Linked DNA regions of Zea mays: region 1 is linked to region 2. Evidence: chromatin contacts called from public Hi-C data. All regions are on one chromosome and are shown on one strand. The core of a region is the stretch at or near the end of the contact, and the rest is flanking DNA. Distances in the headings are between cores, read along the strand shown.

Region 1 (3,907 bases), core at 697-3,196, 210 kb before region 2:
CAGGAGACAATTTCAGACCTTGCTTGTTTCCAACATGCAATTAGCAATATTAGTAAGTTCCAAGACTAGCAAGGGCCAGGAGATTCATCTCTATTCACATGGAATTAGCAATGCAAACACGTCATGCCTGAATTAGCGTGAGTCGTGGAAATAAATATTATTAAAAATATTATTCAGAATGGCATCAGTGACATCATAAGAAGAAAAAGTGAGTGGAAATTACTACCTTTCGATCTACTTGGCATCAGTAAGCAGCATACTTGGAGCTCGGACCATATGGTGGACAAGGTGCTGCATCCCTGGCTTCAATTCCTTGTCACAGAAGTTCTCGTACTCTTCATTATCCCCTGCCTTCTTTTTTACCTCCACCATTACAAGGGGAGGTGTGAGTTCAAATATCTCCGCGCCAATTGTTAATGGCCCCTTAACTCCTTCCCTTGTACCCTCCAGGCAGATGCGCCAGTCCTTCCTCCGCAACTTGAAGCTCTTCAGCTTCGCTATGTCCTCCAATTTGGTTATGATATCTGACATGGGCTCAGCCGAGATGAACCTCACTTCATCCCCTTTCTCCTCAAATAACCCTGATAAGTTAAATCCCCTTGAAAATGATATGATATCAAAGGCATTAAGACTTGCTGGACGTGGTAGAGAGCCACGGGGCCTTTGGCTCTCATCAGATAACATTGAAGCAGGGCAGGATGAGATCGACGAGTCTGAGTCAGACCCTGATTCATCACCATCAACCTTTGGTGGAGGTAGAGGTGGCGGTGGAGGTGGCAATGGTGGAGGAACAGGACCAGCAGGTCCCATATCTAACAGGCCATCTTCGTCATCTATAACGTTATGCAGCTGGTCATCCTCGATATAGAACTTGACAGGCTTGAATCCTTTCTTGAACCAGCGGGACTCCATGATCTCCGGCAAAGTGATCCGAGTGTTGGGATTAGTGTGAAGAATGCGCATCAGCAAGCTGGTAAGGTCTTTGGAGAACCACCTCGCACAGCGGAACTCGCCCTTGTAAATCTTCTTGTACATGGCCATGATGTTTTTGTCATGGAAAGGGAGATATCCGGCCATGAGCACAAAGAGGATGACACCGCACGACCACACGTCTGCCTTGGCGCCGTCGTACCCGCGGCGGCCGAGCACTTCGGGGGCCACATAGGCCGGCGTGCCGCAGAAGGTGTGGAGCAGGCCGTCGGGACGGAACTGCTCGGCGACGGCGGAGAGCCCAAAATCCGATACCTTGAGGTTCCCCTGCTCGTCGACGAGTAGATTCTCGGGCTTCAGGTCGCGGTGGAAGACGCCGCGGGCGTGGCAGAACCCCACGGCGGAGACGAGCTGCTGGAAGTAGCGGCGCGCGGTGTCCTCCCTGAGTCGGCCCTTGGAGACGCGGGAGAAGAGCTCGCCGCCGCGGACGAGCTCCATGACGAAGTAGATCTTAGTCTTTGTGGCCATAACCTCGAACAGGTGCACGATGTTCGGGTGGCGCACGCGGCGTAGCACAGCGATCTCGCGCTTGATGTGCGGGACGAGCCCGCTCTTCACGGCCTTCTCCTTGTCGAGCACCTTGATGGCAACGTTGTCCCCCGTGTCGACGTGCCGCGCGTGGTACACCTTCGCGAAGGTGCCGTGCCCCAGGAGGCGCCCCAGCTCGTACTTCCCCATCAGCGGCCCGCCGGCGGCACCAGCCCCGCCCCCTCCACGCTTGGCCGCGGCGGCGGCAGACGAGGCCGGGCGCCCCGTCTGCGGCGACGGCTCCGACTGCGTCGGCGGCGTGATGGCGGCCATCGGGCGGTGGGAAAACAAGCGCGGCGATTAGGTAGCACGGCCGGCAGCGGAGGCAGGCAGCTTAATGCCCCCTGCGATAACAATTCTGTGCAGCTGCGCTGCTTGCGTTTTATGGCCCTGCTTGGGTGGGGATATTTTCCGGCTGCTCGTTTTGTTTGTATCGTACTCCGTAGTTTTGCTCGGGTGTGTTGCTTTTGCTTTATGCCTCGCCGTTTCCGTGTTTTGCTGGGCTGGATCCATTTCGGCCGTGGATGTCGCTTCTTTTGTACAGCCTTTTCCTTTTCTGATGATGAATTGCCCTAGTTTAGGCATCGTGATGCGTGTGATATGCATTGGTTGGGTTTTTTTCCAGGTAAGGGCTAATTTGGGAACCACATTTTACCAAGGGATTCTCATTTTCCCAAGGAAAATTAGTTCATTTTCACTTGAGAAAATAGAAATCCAATGGGAAAATGGAGTTCCCAAACTAGCCATAAAGGGAGTGTGTTGTGCATTGGTTCGTGTCTATAGGTACAAAATATTAGCCAACGGGAAAGCTGAATATTTTTAATTGGAAATGATAAACCATAAGAACAGCACAATAAAGCACTTAAATAGTACAGTATCTATACCTTACTAGGACGACACACCAATTATATTTGATGGTATAATGTAATAGTTATACGAATGACAAGCCAGTGTGATTGACTCTACCAAAAAATTAAAATTAAAGTGGGCTTTTTCTATAAAAAAATAGATTTAAAATTAAAGTGGACTTATGCTCTACGTATCAGATATTAAATTGTATTATTGCACTTTATCTTAACTAAAAGGTTAAGAAAGATATGAGTTGAAAAGGAGATCTACCCTTTTTTATAACTAACTTGATTGTCCGTCATCTTTTAGCCAGCGAGGTGGTACTATCCGGAAGCACTGTGCATGTCACTTGACGACAATAGTGGACTGTGGGTTAGATTATAAAGAAGCGTAAGAAAGGGACGATGATGGAAACTAGAAAAACTGGCGCTTTTTATGAGTAGAGATAGAGAAGAGAAGAGATATATAATAATAATCATCTTTTTGTTGTTGTCCCAGCATATGTTGGTGCAGCATAGCCTGGTCCCAAGTCCAGATACAAGGAGCAGGGTTGTGTTAGGCGTGGCGAGCCAGCTATAAAAACTTAGCCACTCAAAATGGAGATGAAACCCAATAGAAAACCGTTGGGGCGTAACCCTCTTAGCGACACGCTATATCGGAACCAGGGTATGGTGTTAACTGGGCAAGGGCTGGGACGCCACCCCTTTGGTGGCGCGCCGTGTCATGATCTGGATGCGGTGTCAAGTGAGTAAGGATCGAGTCATCGCTTCCTTAGTGGCGCGCTACATCGGCGCCCGGGTGTAGTGACAAATGTGCAAGGGTCTTTGCATCTGTCTCAACGAGTGCAAGGGATAAGGAAGCTAGTTGAGCCGACTAGGATCCGTGTAGGTAGTTGGAACGTAGGGTCCCTTACAGGTAAGCTAAGAGAGTTAGTCAATGCAGCGAGCAGGAGGTGTGTTAGTATTCTATGTGTCCAGGAGACAAAATGGAAAGGGCAAAAAGCGAAGGAGGTGGAGAACACTGGTTTCAAACTATGGTACTCAGGAATAGTGGCAAACAAAAATGGAGTAGGTATCCCGATTGATAAGACCCTCAAGGATGGAGTGGTGGACGTCAAAAGGCAGGGAGATAAGATTATACTAGTCAAACTAGTTTTGGAGGGTGTAGTCTTGATGATTATAAGTGCATATGCCGCTCAGGTTGGTCTCAGTGAGAGCGAGAAGTGGGAGTTCTTGGAAGACTTATATGGCATGGTCAGAGCGGTACCCACCAATGAGAAGTTTTTCATAGGAGAAGATCTCAATGGTCATGTAGGTTCAACAAATGTAGGTTATGAGCGGACTCATGGAGGTTTTGGGTATGGTAGTAGGAATCGAGAAGGGGAAGATATTTTGGACTTTGTTGTAGCCTACAACCTAGTGATAGCCAACACTTTCTTCAGAAAGAGAGATTCTCATTTGGTGACTTTTATCAGTGGACATCGTTTGAGTCAGATCGACTTCGTGCTCACAAGGAGAGAAGATAAACAAGCTTGTTTGGA
Region 2 (3,510 bases), core at 118-2,617:
CAACAGTTTTTTCGCATCAGTGGCTTGTACACACACGAGACATACTTCATACGTCCCTTTTTATCTTCTCTCGCTTTCCCAGAAGTCAGTCGTAATCAATGTATAATATGACCAATTATATACATACATATATATATATATATATATAATAATTATGATATATAATTAGTATCAACCTTCGAATCTAGTTTTATAATAAACTCATTTGAAAATATTTTCTATCAATTCAAACTTAAGAAAATTTGGACAGAGGGAGTATGGCAGTGCTTGCAAACGACAAACCATTCCCCCCACAGACAAAACGAAGGTCAATTTTTCAGGTACCACAAAAAAGAAAGGAGGGAAAGCAATTGAAGGTCGACTACAGAAGAGAATCTTAGACGGCAGTGGGACAGAGCAGATACAGTCGCAAAAAAAAGACTAGTCCTAAACGTAGAAGAAAATTTATTTAAAAACTAGTATTGAACAGAAAGGTCACCTACAATTACAGAGGACAAGTCAATAATTATTATGGATGCGAATGAAAGTATTAGTCAAATTAAGAGGCGTGTTATCCAGATTTTAGATCCAGCAACTATCTAAATCCCCTTCCGTTTCCACTTGGGCTGAGGGCAGGAGCTTTAAGCCTGAAAGTTCAATAACCACAGAGGCACGATCACGAAATCAAGCGGGTCATATGGATTTCACATGACACTTACGGATTATTGATCAACATTTGCTCGGCGCGCCTGACCACGTTCAGCACTAGGGGCTTCCCTTCCTGCAGAGATCAGAATAGGAACAGGAGCGTCAAATCCATCTCCAATCCAACTAATAAAAAAACAGAAGGGGAATTAGAAGGTTCATAGCAAATCCCCAAACTCATCTTACCTCGGTCCGGTAGGCGCCGACCCCGAGGTTGACCTTCACGGGGCTGGGATCCTTGTTGTAGGCAACGGTCACCTGCCCAGAAACCAAACGAACACTGATCAGCCAGAGCAAACCCACGAGGCCGCGATCGCATCGAAACCGCGCGACCGATAGCGACAACCAGATCACCGTGGGAAAGGAAGCTAAAAAGGACTGGGGAGACGGACTTACTCCGAGGATGGGGTCCTCCGGGGCCTGCTCGAGTGCGGCGAAGACGGAGGATCCCTGCGACGCCATGGTGGGGAACGATTCGAGGGTGGAGGTGGCGGAGGTGTCTGCTGCTGCTCTTCGTGGGGAGGAAGGCAGCAGGTGCCCCACTAGCGTACTTAACCTGCGGTCGGCGCTGGGGGCCTGCGCCTGCGCCGCGCGCACGTTAGCAGGGGCCATCCGGTGCGCAGCGCGTGAGCGTGCCTGGTGCGGGCGGGGGAAACGAGAGCGGGGGCCGGGGGACGTGAACGGCGTGCGCAAGCCGGGTGCGGCCGCCGGGTCGCGTATAAAACAGCGGGCGCGGTCGCCGGACCGGGGAAGCGACGTGGACGGCTGTTTTTGGGGTCGTGGCCTCGTGGCGTGGGCTCGTGGCTGCGACGTGGCGGCGTGTGCGTGCCTACTGCCTACGAGCGCGTGTGTCCCTTGTTCGGTGCCGTCTGCCGGTGGCCGTGGAGATGTGGACTGGCGTGGCAGAAGGACACTTCTGTACGTATTCTCGTGTGCGCTAAGCGCTTGGTCAATCTCATATCAATATTTTTTTATATAAATATATTCTGAGTTTAAATTTGCTTATCATAAGCAGTACTGTCTTAATTCTCAAATTTTATGGCATTTTAGCTTTTTCTCTTAAAAACAAACTATGTCTATAAATAGTTAAATTAAAAATTATTTGTTTATCACAAAACTAGATTTCTATTTTCAGGAAGAAAAAACACTATCACCATTTTTATAAGCTACGGATGCATTTATCTGATCCGCACCACCGCACCAGCCGGGCAAAGCGTGACGTGTTGGCAAAGGTGACCTCCATGATATGCAGTTTGTTGTTGTGGTGTGTGCCGCGTGCCGGCACAAATTTTTTGGTGAACACTGATCCAATCCAACCGTGCGCAAGTGGTACACATGATTGGGAGATCGACAACGACGACGTGCCTACGACGATGCGGCGGCCGTATCTGTACAGGAAACGGGTACGGTGGCTGTACATCGTCAGTTAGAGTCGTCACACGATCGATTCAACGTGTTCCAGGTATATGTTTAACTGCACAGAATTTGCAACTATATTTGTTCCAGGTATATGTACCACAGTTCGCATCCTCCGGCAGATCAAATGATCAACAATCCTCACATCTCATCAGCGCTTTCTTGATGCTGCCCGCTTGCCCAGCGTGCAGGTCACCAGGCCCGTTACGACCTCCACCGCATTCGTCGGGAGCGCATCACCGGCCCGTCGCCGACGAGCTAGCCAGCACCTAGAACGCCAGGGTGGCCAGCGACCCGGCGAACTGCACCGCCGTCCTGTCCTCCTTATCCTTCCTCGACGCGATCACCGCCGCGCCGGCTCGGCCTCCAGCCCGTCCGGCAGCACGGCCACGGCGCTGGAGTCGTGCCCATCGATCACAAGCCGCAGGACCGCGGCGTCGATAGGCGCGTACGCCACGGTCGACTCGCAGAGTCGCAGGGGCTGGTGCTGCTGTTCTGAAGGATCAGGTTGGTGCCAACGCGGGAGATACGGTGGACGAGAGGCGCCTGTGTCGCTAGTGGCCTAATTAAAACTAGGTGTATACCCGTGCGTTGCTACAGAGTCAACATATAATGATAAAATATATTGAGATATATAAACATTAATTATCGTTATACCTTCTTGTTAGTATCTTTTAAAGGTTAAGAAGATTTGCATACATTAAAAGATATATAGGTATGTGCAAGTGCAAGTTGTTCGATGCAGTAAACCAGCCAACCAGGCTACTCCCTCCATATCAAGAACCAATGTTAAAAGAGCAAGCACCCCATTATCCCCTATTGCCTTCTATGTGCAAGTGCAAGCTACATAGCATTGGCATTGGAATAATCCTGGATTCTTGGACCATTTATTGTGGAGAAACATTGTGCCCATATGGTAAGCATATTTCAGTGGAAATGGGGTTTGGAACTAAACAGATTTATAAGCTATCAGAGTCGAGAAGAGGGAAAATTGCTGAGAAAAAAGGAAAAGGAAATACATAATTTTAGATCTTCGGTAGAAGCTAATCATTTAAGCTTGATTGCTTAAAAATAAAGAAAATCAGTGAACCAAATTAGCACAACGCACGCAAAGTTTAGATGATGAGATCACTAAAAATAGCACCTCCTTGCACACAAGGCAAACACTTTAGCTAAGCTAATCATTTAACCTTGAGTTGCTTGCTTCCGAAACATCTTACAATTTGACATGCTTCACTGTTCGTGCATGCAAAGAACAAGGAACCAATAGAATTTGGCGGCAAACCAAGTGTTGCTTACTGGATAATTAAAGACATTCTTTCCCACTACAACATAATCAGTTAGTCAGAGAAATAATGAAGTCATACAATATATTTCCCACTACATCTATGCACCTTGTGAATGTCGATA

What was found. A called contact is a pair of places that touch in the nucleus more often than the background predicts.
Region 1: a contact with region 2 is called in a Hi-C map of endosperm, with 1.8 times the contacts expected there. The contact joins the promoter of LOC541785 here to the promoter of LOC100273311 in region 2. A contact is called at or near these places in 2 of 25 Hi-C or Micro-C datasets (endosperm and leaf).

The regions. Positions count from the first base shown.
Region 1 is chr3:200,609,527-200,613,433 of Zm-B73-REFERENCE-NAM-5.0, reverse strand. It overlaps LOC541785 (protein kinase 4), which reads right to left and starts at 1,946. Exons shown (of 2, transcript NM_001111470.2): 1 at 227-1,946. The coding sequence starts at 1,791. The coding sequence ends at 235.
Region 2 is chr3:200,400,558-200,404,067 of Zm-B73-REFERENCE-NAM-5.0, reverse strand. LOC100273311 reads right to left here and starts at 1,367. Exons shown (of 12, transcript NM_001147752.1): 1 at 1,081-1,367; 2 at 871-942; 3 at 699-760. The coding sequence starts at 1,296.